Linked DNA regions of Sus scrofa: regions 2 and 3 are each linked to region 1. Evidence: chromatin contacts called from public Hi-C and HiChIP or PLAC-seq data. All regions are on one chromosome and are shown on one strand. The core of a region is the stretch at or near the end of the contact, and the rest is flanking DNA. Distances in the headings are between cores, read along the strand shown. Region 1 holds the start of SENP5 (sentrin-specific protease 5). Region 2 holds the start of WDR53 (WD repeat-containing protein 53). Region 3 holds the start of RNF168 (E3 ubiquitin-protein ligase RNF168).

Evidence for each region. A called contact is a pair of places that touch in the nucleus more often than the background predicts. HiChIP or PLAC-seq counts read pairs in DNA pulled down with a chosen protein or histone mark.
Region 2: a Hi-C map of liver shows a contact between it and region 1, with 1.9 times the contacts expected there. The contact joins the promoter of WDR53 here to the promoter of SENP5 in region 1. A contact is called at or near these places in 1 of 5 promoter capture datasets (liver), 6 of 47 Hi-C or Micro-C datasets (heart right ventricle, liver and skeletal muscle) and 1 of 2 datasets of contacts at active chromatin or transcription factors (alveolar macrophages).
Region 3: a contact with region 1 is called in an H3K27ac HiChIP or PLAC-seq map of alveolar macrophages. The contact joins the promoter of RNF168 here to the promoter of SENP5 in region 1. A contact is called at or near these places in 1 of 5 promoter capture datasets (liver) and 2 of 2 datasets of contacts at active chromatin or transcription factors (alveolar macrophages and skeletal muscle).

Annotation. Positions count from the first base shown.
Region 1 is chr13:133,267,090-133,270,910 of Sscrofa11.1, forward strand. It overlaps SENP5 (sentrin-specific protease 5), which reads right to left and starts at 2,379. Exons shown (of 11, transcript XM_005670099.3): 1 at 2,170-2,379.
Region 2 is chr13:133,558,227-133,562,250 of Sscrofa11.1, forward strand. WDR53 (WD repeat-containing protein 53) reads left to right here and starts at 2,606. Exons shown (of 3, transcript XM_021070146.1): 1 at 2,606-2,804. It overlaps FBXO45 (F-box/SPRY domain-containing protein 1), which reads right to left and starts at 2,461. Exons shown (of 3, transcript XM_021070155.1): 1 at 2,023-2,461. The coding sequence starts at 2,337.
Region 3 is chr13:133,624,060-133,627,783 of Sscrofa11.1, forward strand. RNF168 (E3 ubiquitin-protein ligase RNF168) reads left to right here and starts at 1,487. Exons shown (of 8, transcript XM_021070157.1): 1 at 1,487-1,739; 2 at 2,062-2,402. The coding sequence starts at 2,102.

The DNA of each region.
Region 1 (3,821 bases), core at 1,129-3,628:
AGGTGGCGGCATGGGTTTGATCCCTGGCCTAGTAACTTCCGTATGTCACAGGTGCAGCTCCCCCCCCAAAAAGAAAAAAATGATATAAATGAACTTATTTACAAAACAGAAAAAGACTCACAGACTCTGAAAACAAACTTATAGTTACCAAAGGAGAAAGATCAGGGGGTGAGGGGAGGGATAAATTAGGAGTTTGGGAGTAAGATATATACACTATTAAATAAAACAGATAATCAACAAGGATCTACTGTATAGCACAGGGAACTCTACTCAATATTCTGTGATAACCTACATGGGAAAAGGATCTGAAAAGAATCGATATATGTGTAACTAACTCACTTCACTGTACACCCAAAACTAACACAACAATGTTAAGTGAGCTACACTCCAATATAAAATGAAATGAAATTTGAAAAAATTAGGAAGGCATAGAAGGTAATAAACTACTTGGGCACGATGCTTCATCTAACACATATCTCTGTGTTAATAAAATATGATCTACACCTGCCTTTTCAAACCATGAGTATCACCTGAAAAGCTTTTTAAAAACCACAAATACCTAGGTCCCATTTCAGATCTATTAAGGTAGTGTTTGAGCACCTGAGGTTTTAACTCCCCAACTGATTTTGATGCCCCTCCAGGTTTTAGAACCACTGAATTAGATGACCCTCAAGGTCTCTTCCATATCCATGACTTAAAATTCCAAATTGTGTCAAAGGAACTGAATGAAGACTGCGCTTCATCATGCTCCACTGAGCGTAATCATGTTCCAATGAGGAAAGGCAAGTATCCTTAATTTATCTGACTAAGCAATTTTAAGAACAGGTTCAACTCCCACAAGTCACTGACTGCATCTTCCTTTCCTCCTCCCCAAACACTTCTCTAACTTAAGGTCTATTAAACCTCAGAGAAACCAATGTTTTTCTCTCACTAATAGAAAGGTTATCCCCTCAGATTAATTTAGAGTTGTAATGTCCAGCCACTCAGAGAATTCAAGTTCCTATTTACTCTCTGCACATGTTCAATCATCATGAAGAAATGTCTTAAAGGCAGAGGGAGGAGTCCTCAAAAAATGAAAATTCCTTCTAAAGTGGGCCAAGGTGTGAATGACGCTCCTCCCAGCTTTTCTCCTAGAAAGGGCCTACCAGCTATGTTGAGAAAGGAGTAAAACTGAGTTAGGTCACACCTTACATACCAATAGTGTGCTATCAAGAAGTATGAGACAGCTGGATCACCAGGAGAAACTGATTTCTTTCTAATGCTGCCCAATCCAAAGCAGAGACTGCAGTTAGGTTTTAATCACACAAGATCCTGGTGTCTCGTCCAGTATCCTTCACCATACCAAGCTTAGTTACTCTGGGTAAAAGACATAATTAAGAACCTACCACTAAATGTGCTCGTTATTCTTAAACTGAGTTTAACCTGACTCCCAACATATTTCATGATTAACCTTCTGCTTTCTTCATTTAATTCTCCCAACTAATTTATACAGGTATAAGAAAGTTCCATACTACATGGATTAAAAAGGTCTATACGAGATTAAAACCACTACCAAATGGCAGGCCAGGATTTCAACTCCGCTCTTCTGCTTCCAAGTCCAAAACCCTTATCTCCTAACATCCTCTCCGGACCCCTCGTCCTCCCAAAGAGTGGTCGTACAGTGGAACGAGGGCTGATATTGCCCAGTATAAACAGAATGGAAAAGCAGGTTTCCCACCACCCAAACATTCAATTGTGCCATACCGGTTCACTAACAGGGTCCCAAGAGTAAGAAGGAAGGAACCAAAAGCAGGAAGGAAGCAGAAGTGTCCGAACAAATAAAACCCAGGACGGCAGGAGCCTCCATCAGCAGCTCTTCCTCTCAAAGCTTCTTCCCCCGGCTACAGGAGCGTTCGGGGGCGCTAAGCTCTCTCCGCTTCTGCGCGGTACACCTTGGACTGGAGAGGAAGCGAGGAGGGTAGCAGTCTCTCGAGACGAGCTCCTTCCCCACCCCCAGAAAGGCACGGCAAGCCCAGTGAGAAATCCGCTGCCTCTGGTTCGGCAGTGGGTGAAGAACAGAGCTCGAGGCCTCCAGGCCGGGATGCTGAGCTGGCGCGCACTGGCGCGGGAATGGCCAGCAAACCTGGTCGGTAAGTCATTAGCTGATTTGACACCCACGCACCACCTTACCTACGTCCCTCGCTGCCGGCACTTGCTCCGCCGTAGGTCCAGATACTGCGGCGGCTCCGACTGTGGCCCCGCCTTCGCCGGCTTTAGGGGAAGCCCCGTCAGCCAGGAGGTGCCCGGCCTGCTCACAGCGGCCACAGCCGCCGAGCTTCCTCTGGAGCTGCAGCCGCGACGCCGGCGCTCACTTACATCGTCACCTCCTGCTGTGCCCTTCCGCCTCAGCCCCGCCCGCGCCGCGTGCAGGGGGCGGGGAGCGAGTGGGGGCTTGGCGCTGGGGGCGTGGCTCCGCCTTCCGACTGCTTCCGGCGGCGCACAGCCCTCCTGCGATGTCTTTCGGCAGCTCTCCTCTGCTAGTGACTGAGATCCGAGCTCGCTCCCCAACCCCGCGCCTCCCTCCCAGCGCGTGAGGACTGTAGAAACTGCGATCTGGAAATTGTAAAGCGGGTTTGAGACTTCTGTTCAGTCTGCTGCCAAGTTTTTAACTTCCAAAGGGCTAAGGCAGACCACAGTTACTATAATGGTGCCTCCCTCCGCTAATACTTTTTTGCCAAAAGCAGGGGACCACTTTCCTGCTCAGAATGCACTTTGAGGCCTGCCCCAGGTTTTTCTTCTCCGTTTTCCCTTGGTGATCTTTCCTCTTCGCATTGTGATGTGCCTCTTTGCCTCTGCCCCGCCTCTCCTCAACTCAGAACACTTCTCTTGGAGGGCAAAGCTCGGACTTATTCGCCCTTGTAGCCCCAGCCGCCACTGAATCGTGACTGGCCTACAAGTGTTTAGTAAGTCTGTTCAAAAAACTTACTATTCTCTTTCTGAAGAGAGAGGAAAGTGACCTAAGCCTAATATGTTGAAGCACTACTCTTTCAACAAGCATTTTTAAAATGTGAACATGAAGTAGTCTCTCTTGCAAGCCCTCATTCTAATTGTGCGAAGACATAAATAATTATAATAGGATATCCTGACAGGTAGAAAATCTTTTTTTAATTTTTTGAAGATGTTTAATTTTCCCATTATACTTGATTTACAGTGTTCTGTCAATTTAACTGTAAGCAAAGTGACCCAGTCATATGTACATACATACATTCTTTTTCTCACATTATCCACCATTATGTTCCATCACAAGTGACTAGATACAGTTCTCTGAACTATACAGCAGGATCTCATTGCTTATCCATTCCAAATGCAAAATTTTATTTTTTCAGTTTCAATCTTTTCGTTGTTTCGCTGTTATCTATAATAGCCCTTCTTAACAATTTATTGTATTCTGTTCTTCCTAAGGCACTTTTTAACCAAGTCTTTCTTATTATTTTCTTACTGTGATCTATGTATATCATAGATTCAATCAGTTCTAATTCTACCTTTGGTCAATTCTGCTTTTAGGGGTTTTTTTAAATTTGATGTTTTATCATATCAACAAATTCTTGATGTGTTTAATTTGGAAGTGAAACATTCTCTTTGAATTCAATAAATTAAATTTCTTTACTAAATTCCTTTTTTTGAGGGGTAAGAATGATGGAGATTTCAAGTGTCTTGATTTTCTATGTTCTTTTTTATTTTCTGGAAAACATTTTTTCTTTTTTCTTTCTTTCTTTCTTTCTTTTTTTTTTTTTTTTTTTTTTTTTTTTTTTGTCTTTTTGTCTTTTTGTCTTTTCTAGGGC
Region 2 (4,024 bases), core at 1,356-3,855, 290 kb after region 1:
ACTGGCATCCTCATGGATACTGGTCAGGTTCGTTTCCACTGAGCCACAACGGGAACTCCAGCATTCAAACTTTTTAAAATAAAAATATACGCTATACAAACCCTCAGCTTTCCACTGTCCTGCTTTTGTTCAAGGTATTTCCTCCTAGTAAAATATTCACATTCTCCCCATCTTAAAAATTCAGCTCAAATACAATCTCAATTTCAAACATTCTACAATTCTCCATCAACTTGTAAATCTCTTTCACTAAACTTGTACTGTGTGTACATATATATACATATCTAACAGAAACAACTTCTACCATTTCTAACTAATAACCACTAGTCATTTCTATATATTTTTTTCTCCTCTACTAGACTGAATACCTCCCTACTAGGCTATCTGACTCCTTCTGAATTAATCTTTTATCTTCAAGATACTCAGGAGATGTCCTGCAACATCTGAATGTACATGTGATAAGTACAAGTCTATAAAACCTAGAGTGCAGGTAGTACAAAGGCATACAAAGTATGAAAAACTTAAGAAACCTAAAATATCTCTGAAAGGATACAAAAGAAATAGGTAGCATAGGTTGCCTTCAACCTGAGTGGTGGGGGTAGAAGGACAAAAGGAAAATATTTTGCTTTACATCGCCTTGCTTCTTTTGGTTGACTCGCATGAACACATCATCTATTACAACTCATTATATGAATCTTGAATCATGTGACCATATCTACTGCAAATAATTTAAAATAAAACAATAAACTTTATGGAAAAATAAAAGTTAAATAAAACTTACGAAACCCACATGTTAATCGAGTACAGTAGGACAGAACTGTAATCTTCTGCACTCTACCATACGAATTATAACCAGTATCCACTGAGCATCTATCACGTATAAATACTGTCCTCATAAATAAACATGTTACTTCACTTACTAGAAAAGCAACTGACAGGTGACATATTTAACAGAAATATTTCTTATTAAGCTAAATCCTGTTTTATTACAGAAGAATAAATTTTACATCCATCTGACATGGAAAAAAACAATTTACTCCTTACTCTGGCCCCGCTGGCAGTCTAGCATTAAAAGGGGATGTCATCCCTTCTTAGTTGTTAATGTTATTTTTATGTTTACCACATTCTAGACTTTATCCTCTCTCACATATGCTTTTGGTGACTATTACTCTGTACAGCTGTTTCCATTCAACTGAACCCAAGTTTAAGGCCTTTCGTTCATATTGCTTGAAGAATCCTCTCAGTGCTACCATGGTCTGCTATCTGACATGTTTATTTGCAAATGAAGGCAAGACAACAAACAAGAATCTGGCAGGGAAAAAAAGGCAGCATATATGGAAGCAGTATGTTAGATGACAAACAGAACTTAAGAGACACTCTATCAAGGTGGAACTATAAAAAAGTTGGCAAGGAAGTAGCCAATAATAGTAGGACATGGCAGTATTATGACGGTTAAGTACAGCTGATGGGAGGATGTTCTATTAGTCTTGATCTTGAAAGTTAGCAGAATGCCGTGGGTCATACTCATTTATAAGCCTGTAAAAAAGTGGAGGGAATTGGAATACTCGGGCGAAAATAAAGAAAAGGTTATAAGTCAGAGCTTGGAAAAGGTGAGGTGAAAGCAAAGATCTCAGAAACCAAGCCAAGGTTAAGGCAGCTGAGGTAATCTAATAAAGGGCAGAGAGAAAAATAGGATGAGAGTATTGAAAGCTACAACAATGGGGTGATCTGTTTTTAAGGGGAAAGACTGTGGAAAGTAGAATGAGTGACGGAAAGCAGGGCTGGGAAACCATCTGGTCCTTTAAAAAGTGTATCACGGAAGTGAGGTGGGTTAAGGAGCAGAACTTCAATCCAAAGAGAAGAGGATCTTTATGGCAGGGGGAGGTGAGGTAAGATATTGACTGGAGCGGTGGAAAGGCGGGATGGTGAAGCGAGGCTTTTGACTCAGAAGCTTAGCTGAGAAGCTCTGAGAGTGGCGCGGAGGAGCGGGACTGGGGGCAGCGGCGTGGCGTGGGGCTCCCTCACCTTGGCCTTGTAGCTGGGCAGGTTGCAGAGAATGTCCGTGCGCAGAGCCTCCTCTGCCAGGCTGCGGGCACACAGGCTCCGCCACACCTCGCTGTTCTCATCGCCGTGCAGGCAGCGGTACCAGTGCTTGCACACCAGGGCGCAGCTCCGCAGCTCGGACAGCTCCAGGTAGGAGAACACCAACTCCAGCACCCGGCTGGGCAGCCGGCCCCCGGCCCCCGGGGCCCCGGAGCCCGAGCCTGCGCCCGCGCCGCCGCCGCCGCTACAGCCAGCGCCGCCCGAGGCTGCCCCAGCTCCCGGGCCCGGCGCCGCCATCGCCTCACCAGCTGGCCCGAGGGCCGCCGCCGCCGCCGCTGCTTACCCCCGTCCCTGCTCCGGAGGCCAAGCCTCGCCTTGAGACCGGAGCAGCTCGTTCACCGCCCCTTTCACAGCCTACCGCCCGGCCCCTCCACCACTCCCGCCCCTGCCCAGGGGCGTCCGCCGCGCGCCCCGCCTCACTGAGGGCAGACGCACCGGCCGCACTTGCGTCCCCCGCCCCTCCCTAGCGGCTCAGCGCGGGCGCCGGAACAGCCAGACTCGCCCGGCCTCCCCGCGACGCGCCGGTGGCTCCGCCATGCGGGTTGAGGGCAAGAAGCAAGGGCGCACGCCCAGCTTGCGCGCGATTCCTCTCGGCCCCGGATGTGACTGTTTGGCTGAGGCGCCCCCCGCCCGACGCTGGATGGGATTGGGCGCCCACCGGTGAGGTCATCATCAGGCGCCTAGGAGGGAAGCGGGAAGCTCAGGTATGAGGCTGGCGCTGGTGGGTTCAAGGCTATGTTCCAGTGCCTTTTCATCATTTTGGTCTAGTGGTGTCGCGTCGGCTTTCCTGGATCCCTTTTCCTGTAAGGTTCCCCCGAGTCAGTTGGGTCCCTGCCTTACTGGCCAACCTAACGCACGAAACTTCCCTCTCCTTATTAGCCATTCCCTATGGGTCCGCCACCTTAGGTTTGAGTTGGATCTTCTTTACCTTTGGCAGCTGAGGTCGTGTTTTCCTGGTCAAGCTATCTTGTTCTCTCTTGGTATTAGTACCAGTGATTATCACAACATGTGTCCTAGCGTATATACGGAAAATGAGGTCGCCACCTTTGAACGCCCCTCCCCCCGCCCCGCCAATGTTCGGATAACCTTAAAGTGCCGTTTAAGTGCTACATTCTTTTGGATAAAATGTGACTTTTTCCATTCTTTCCTACTAACCCACTGATTAGTAGGTGAATTAAGGCAGTGTGTTTTTAATTAAACATTCCATAGGGCGAATGACATGGAGGCTGTAATTCTAGAAGGCTTCTTGGGAGGGAAAGTATTTCAGCATTGTTTGGTCATACTACGTTTTCCTAAGTGACCAGAACGTTTTCTGACAGCCTTTAAAGGATGCTTGACAAGAGAAAATAATAATCATGCACTCTACTGGGGCCCTTTACCGGGGAGTTCCTAATAAACTCTCAAAAAAAACTCTGAGATAATTGTTATAATAATAGGGTTCACAGAGTCCCTTAGTAGACAGTTACACTGTCTTACATTTATGTAGTAAGGAATCTTTCCAAAAAACAACTCCCCCGCTGTTTGTAATCCATTTCTTGTTCTCCAATAAAAACAGTAGCACCTATCATCTCCACTCTCTGATAGGTGGTATTTGATTATTACTTGCCAGTTCCTTCCTCCCAGATGCTTCCCCCCAAGCTTAGTAATCTAGATTCTTTTTATTCTTACTAGGGCCAGTGCCACAGCCCTTCAGTCTTTTCGGGTGCTGTCTAGCATCCTCACATCAAGACTAACTTTGGAAAACTCAAACATGTGAAGAAAAGTTGACATATTTATTACTGTGATAGTGACTGTCTTTCATATTATTTAAATAGTAGTGTAATCTCAGGCTAGGGAGTTTTATTTATTCATTTTTCAGCTGTCAACTATCGGGCATCCAAAGAAGGCGGTCCAAGTTTTGTCTGGAAAGGCACCAAAGTTTCTT
Region 3 (3,724 bases), core at 237-2,736, 360 kb after region 1:
CCTTGTGGCACAGTGGTTAACGAATCCGACTAGGAACCATGAGGTTGCGGGTTCGGTCCCTGGCCTTGCCCAGTGGGTTGGGGATTCGGCGTTGCCATGAGCTGTGGTGTAGGTCACAGAGGAGGCTTGGATCCCGCGTTGCTGTGGCTCTGGCGTAGGCCAGTGGCTGCGGCTCCGATTCGACCCCTGGCCTGGGAGCCTCCATGTGCCGCGGGAGCGGCCCAAGAAATAGCAAAAAGACAAAAAAAAAAGGTAGAAAGGAGAGACACCCCCCCCCCCCCCGTCATGATGACTAAGCAAAGTCCAGCCACCTGCCCCTAACCACCCCTCCCTCACGCATCTGCTGCAGTAAGCTTGCTTCCGCATCTACTACCTTGCCTGACCTCACTCTGGTCCGCCAAGCAGGAGCTCAGAAGAGGTAGCCCATAAAAACTTTGTGAAAGACTTCTTCCGGGCTCAGACTCTGGAGAGCAATCTCCTCTGAGCCTGCCGGCATAATAAACGTGAATTCTCCAACTTTCCCAGTGCTCACTTGGTTTCTCCCTGGGTAAAAGAGCTGAAACACTGCAGCCACAGGGCTGTCGCTAGAGCTGATACGCTGCAGCGCAGGGCTGTTGAGCAGCTGCCTTAACAAAACCAAGTGGGAAAACATTTCAAAATGCATAAAGTTAAAATATTTTCCTTTTGACTTCTTTTGTAATTTTGATTGGTCTAGACTGAAATTAAACAATAAAGCAGTGCCTTATAATTGATGCACATGTTGGCTAAGCCCCAGGATCCTGCCAGTCCTACAGTTTGTTTCCCAAGTACCTGTTAAATTGTAGCAAGTTTGCAGATTCTTTGACCACAGCCTTTCTCAGAAATCATCCTAGAGATGCTTTTACAAGAACTCTGGAAAGCGACCTAAGAGGCTTCCTTACAAATGAAAAGAAACAAGGGTAGTTTGAGGAGTACTAAGGGAAGAATTTAAAAATTATTGTCAAGCTTTTTTGGGGGGGGCGCACCCACTGCACAGAAGAGTGACAGGACCACGGATCGAATCCAAGCCACAGGTAAGAACTATGCAGCAGCTTCAGCAATCTGGGATCCCCAACCCACTGCACAGGGCCAAGGATCAAACTAGCCTCCGCGGCAAACCGGACCCTTAAAGCACTGCGCCACAGCGGGAACTCCATCGGCTTTTAATTTGCCTTTAAGTTTCACTTTTTCTGACAAGAGACCAACCTTGCGACATACCCTGATTTCTGCAGCCTCTGGGAGCAGAAATCAAGAGGGAAATACTAAAGTGCAGTCAATGTGACGACGCAGGGTCTGCGAAGAAAGGACTGCAACACACCGAGAAGACCAGCTCTGGGGGGGCGGGGCGCGGGGCTCGGGTCGGGCAGCGCGCGCAGACTCGGAAGTCCCGCCCCAATGTTAGCCCTCTCTACCTTTGGTTGGTTCTCTAGGTGGGAGGGGCTGTTTTGGCGGGCAGTCGTGACGTCACTAGCCCTTGTCGGGTTGCTACAGCACCGCGCCAAGGTTAGGCTTTTGGGTAGATGGAAGAGAGGGAGGGGCGGGCTCAGAGCGCCCGGAAGGGCTCGCGCGCGGCCCCCGACAATGGTAAAACGGAAGTCCTACTCCTTCGGAGCTCCTCGTCCGGGCGGAAGAAGCGTTCTTCCTCTAGCGGTGGCTGCGTAGCTGCGCGCCTCTGCGGTCTGCGGCTTGGCTTCCGGGAGCTACGGGAGCATCCTCACCTGGTAAGAGAAAGGAGGGGAACTTGGCGCGTGCCTCCTGCGGGGGCCAGAGAGCCCACCATCCGCCCTGCCGCAACGGCTGTTAATGCTGGGAGCAGTCAAGGTTCATTTGTTTTCATTTCGGACGTTTGTCTTAACATGGACAAACACACTTCCTTCCACGGTCGTACTGTTTACCTGACCCTCAGAACACTTTTTTGCTTTAAAGACATTTGATGTTCCCAGTCTCTGAATTCTGGTAGGCTACTGGGCATAAAATTTAAACACAAAACTTAATTCGCTTTCTCCGAACTTGGGCTGTAGATGAGGATTCTTTCTCTTTCAGGTGTTGATGTTGATTGAATATGCCTTTTTAGCATATTAAAATGGCTGTACCCAAGGACGCCATCCCTTCATTGTCGGAATGCCAGTGCCAGATCTGTGTGGAAATTCTATTTGAGCCTGTGACACTCCCTTGTAACCACACGCTGTGTAAACCATGCTTCCAGTCGACTGTCGAAAAAGCAAATTTGTGCTGCCCCTTCTGTCGCCGCCGAGTCTCTTCGTGGACTCGACACCGCACCCGAACAAATTCTCTTGTCAACATGGAACTGTGGAAGATAATTCAGAAACACTATCCAAAAGAATGCAAGCTTAGAGCCTCTGGGCAAGAATCAGAGGAAATTGGTGAGTAAAAATCCAGCTTGTTCATTGTCTAAAAACCAAAATCTTTTAAAAAGCGAATCATCACTAGTCTTTTTTTTTTTTTTCAAGGATAAAAAAAGAAAATCTGGGTTAGTATTTGTCCAAATTTTTCACATCTTTGAGTTTAATGGGCCCTAAAATGTTGGTTAAGGTCACAATGGCAAGATTTGGTTCATTGTTTTAAGGCATAGGCTTAGTTTGGTCGGTGTTTGTTGGGTTAAAAATGAAAAGAAAACCAAAAAAAAAAAAAAGAAACAAAAGAATTACCTACTAGGGTCTTAAATTGTGTCGAAAGTTATATAAATAGTCACAGATGAGCAACAGTCAGTATGGCAGCAGCAGAAGTAAGGAAACTGCTGGATTCCTGTGTTAATATTTTTTTTATTTTCAGTTACTTTTCTCTAACTTTCTTGCCTATACATCTCCATTCATTTAGTTCTTAAGCTTTCAACAAGCCTAAAATAGCTTTCTGTGGCCAGTTTCCTCTAGTTCAGTCATTTTTATTCAAAGCCCTCCACAGTGTGGACTTAACAACTCTTCATTTTGCCCCCAGACTTTAGCGGCTTGACCACTTATGTGGTCATTAAGCCCTGCAGTGTTTCTTCTCCAGGCTTAAATGTGATGTGGATGCTCTGGTGTACTTGCTTTTTTTGGGAATTCTTTTTATTATGGTAAAATTTGCCATTTTAACCATTTTTAAGTGTACAATTCAGTGTCATTAATTACTTTCACAGTGTTTGGAAACTGTCACCACTGTTGCCAAAACTTTCATCACACCAGACAACTTCTTTAACCATTAAGCATCCCATTCTCCTTACTCCATCCCACTCCTGCTTTTCGGAGTTTCTAATCTCTGTGAATTTGCTTGTTCTAGATAATTTATGTAAGTGTATTCATACAGCGAATGATCTGTTGTGTCTGTTTTCTTTCACTTAGCATAATGTTTCATGCCGCCTTCTTTTTCTTTCTTTCTTTCTTTCTTTCTTTCTTTCTTTCTTTCTCTTTTCCTTTTCTTTTCTTTTCCTTTTCTTTTTTTTAAAGGGCCAAACCTGTGGTATATGGAAGTTCCCAAGCTATGGGTTGAATCAGAGCTGCAGCCGCCTGCCTGTGCCACAGCCACAGCCGGAGCAATGCTGGATCCAAACTGCATCTGCAACCTACTCCACAGCTTGTGGCAACATCAGCTCCTTTAACCCACTGAGTGAGGCCAAGGATCGAACCTGAATCCTCATAGATACTACTCGAGTTGTTAACCCACTGAGCTGCAACGGGAAGTCTACCGCGTTCTATCTTTATCAGTACTC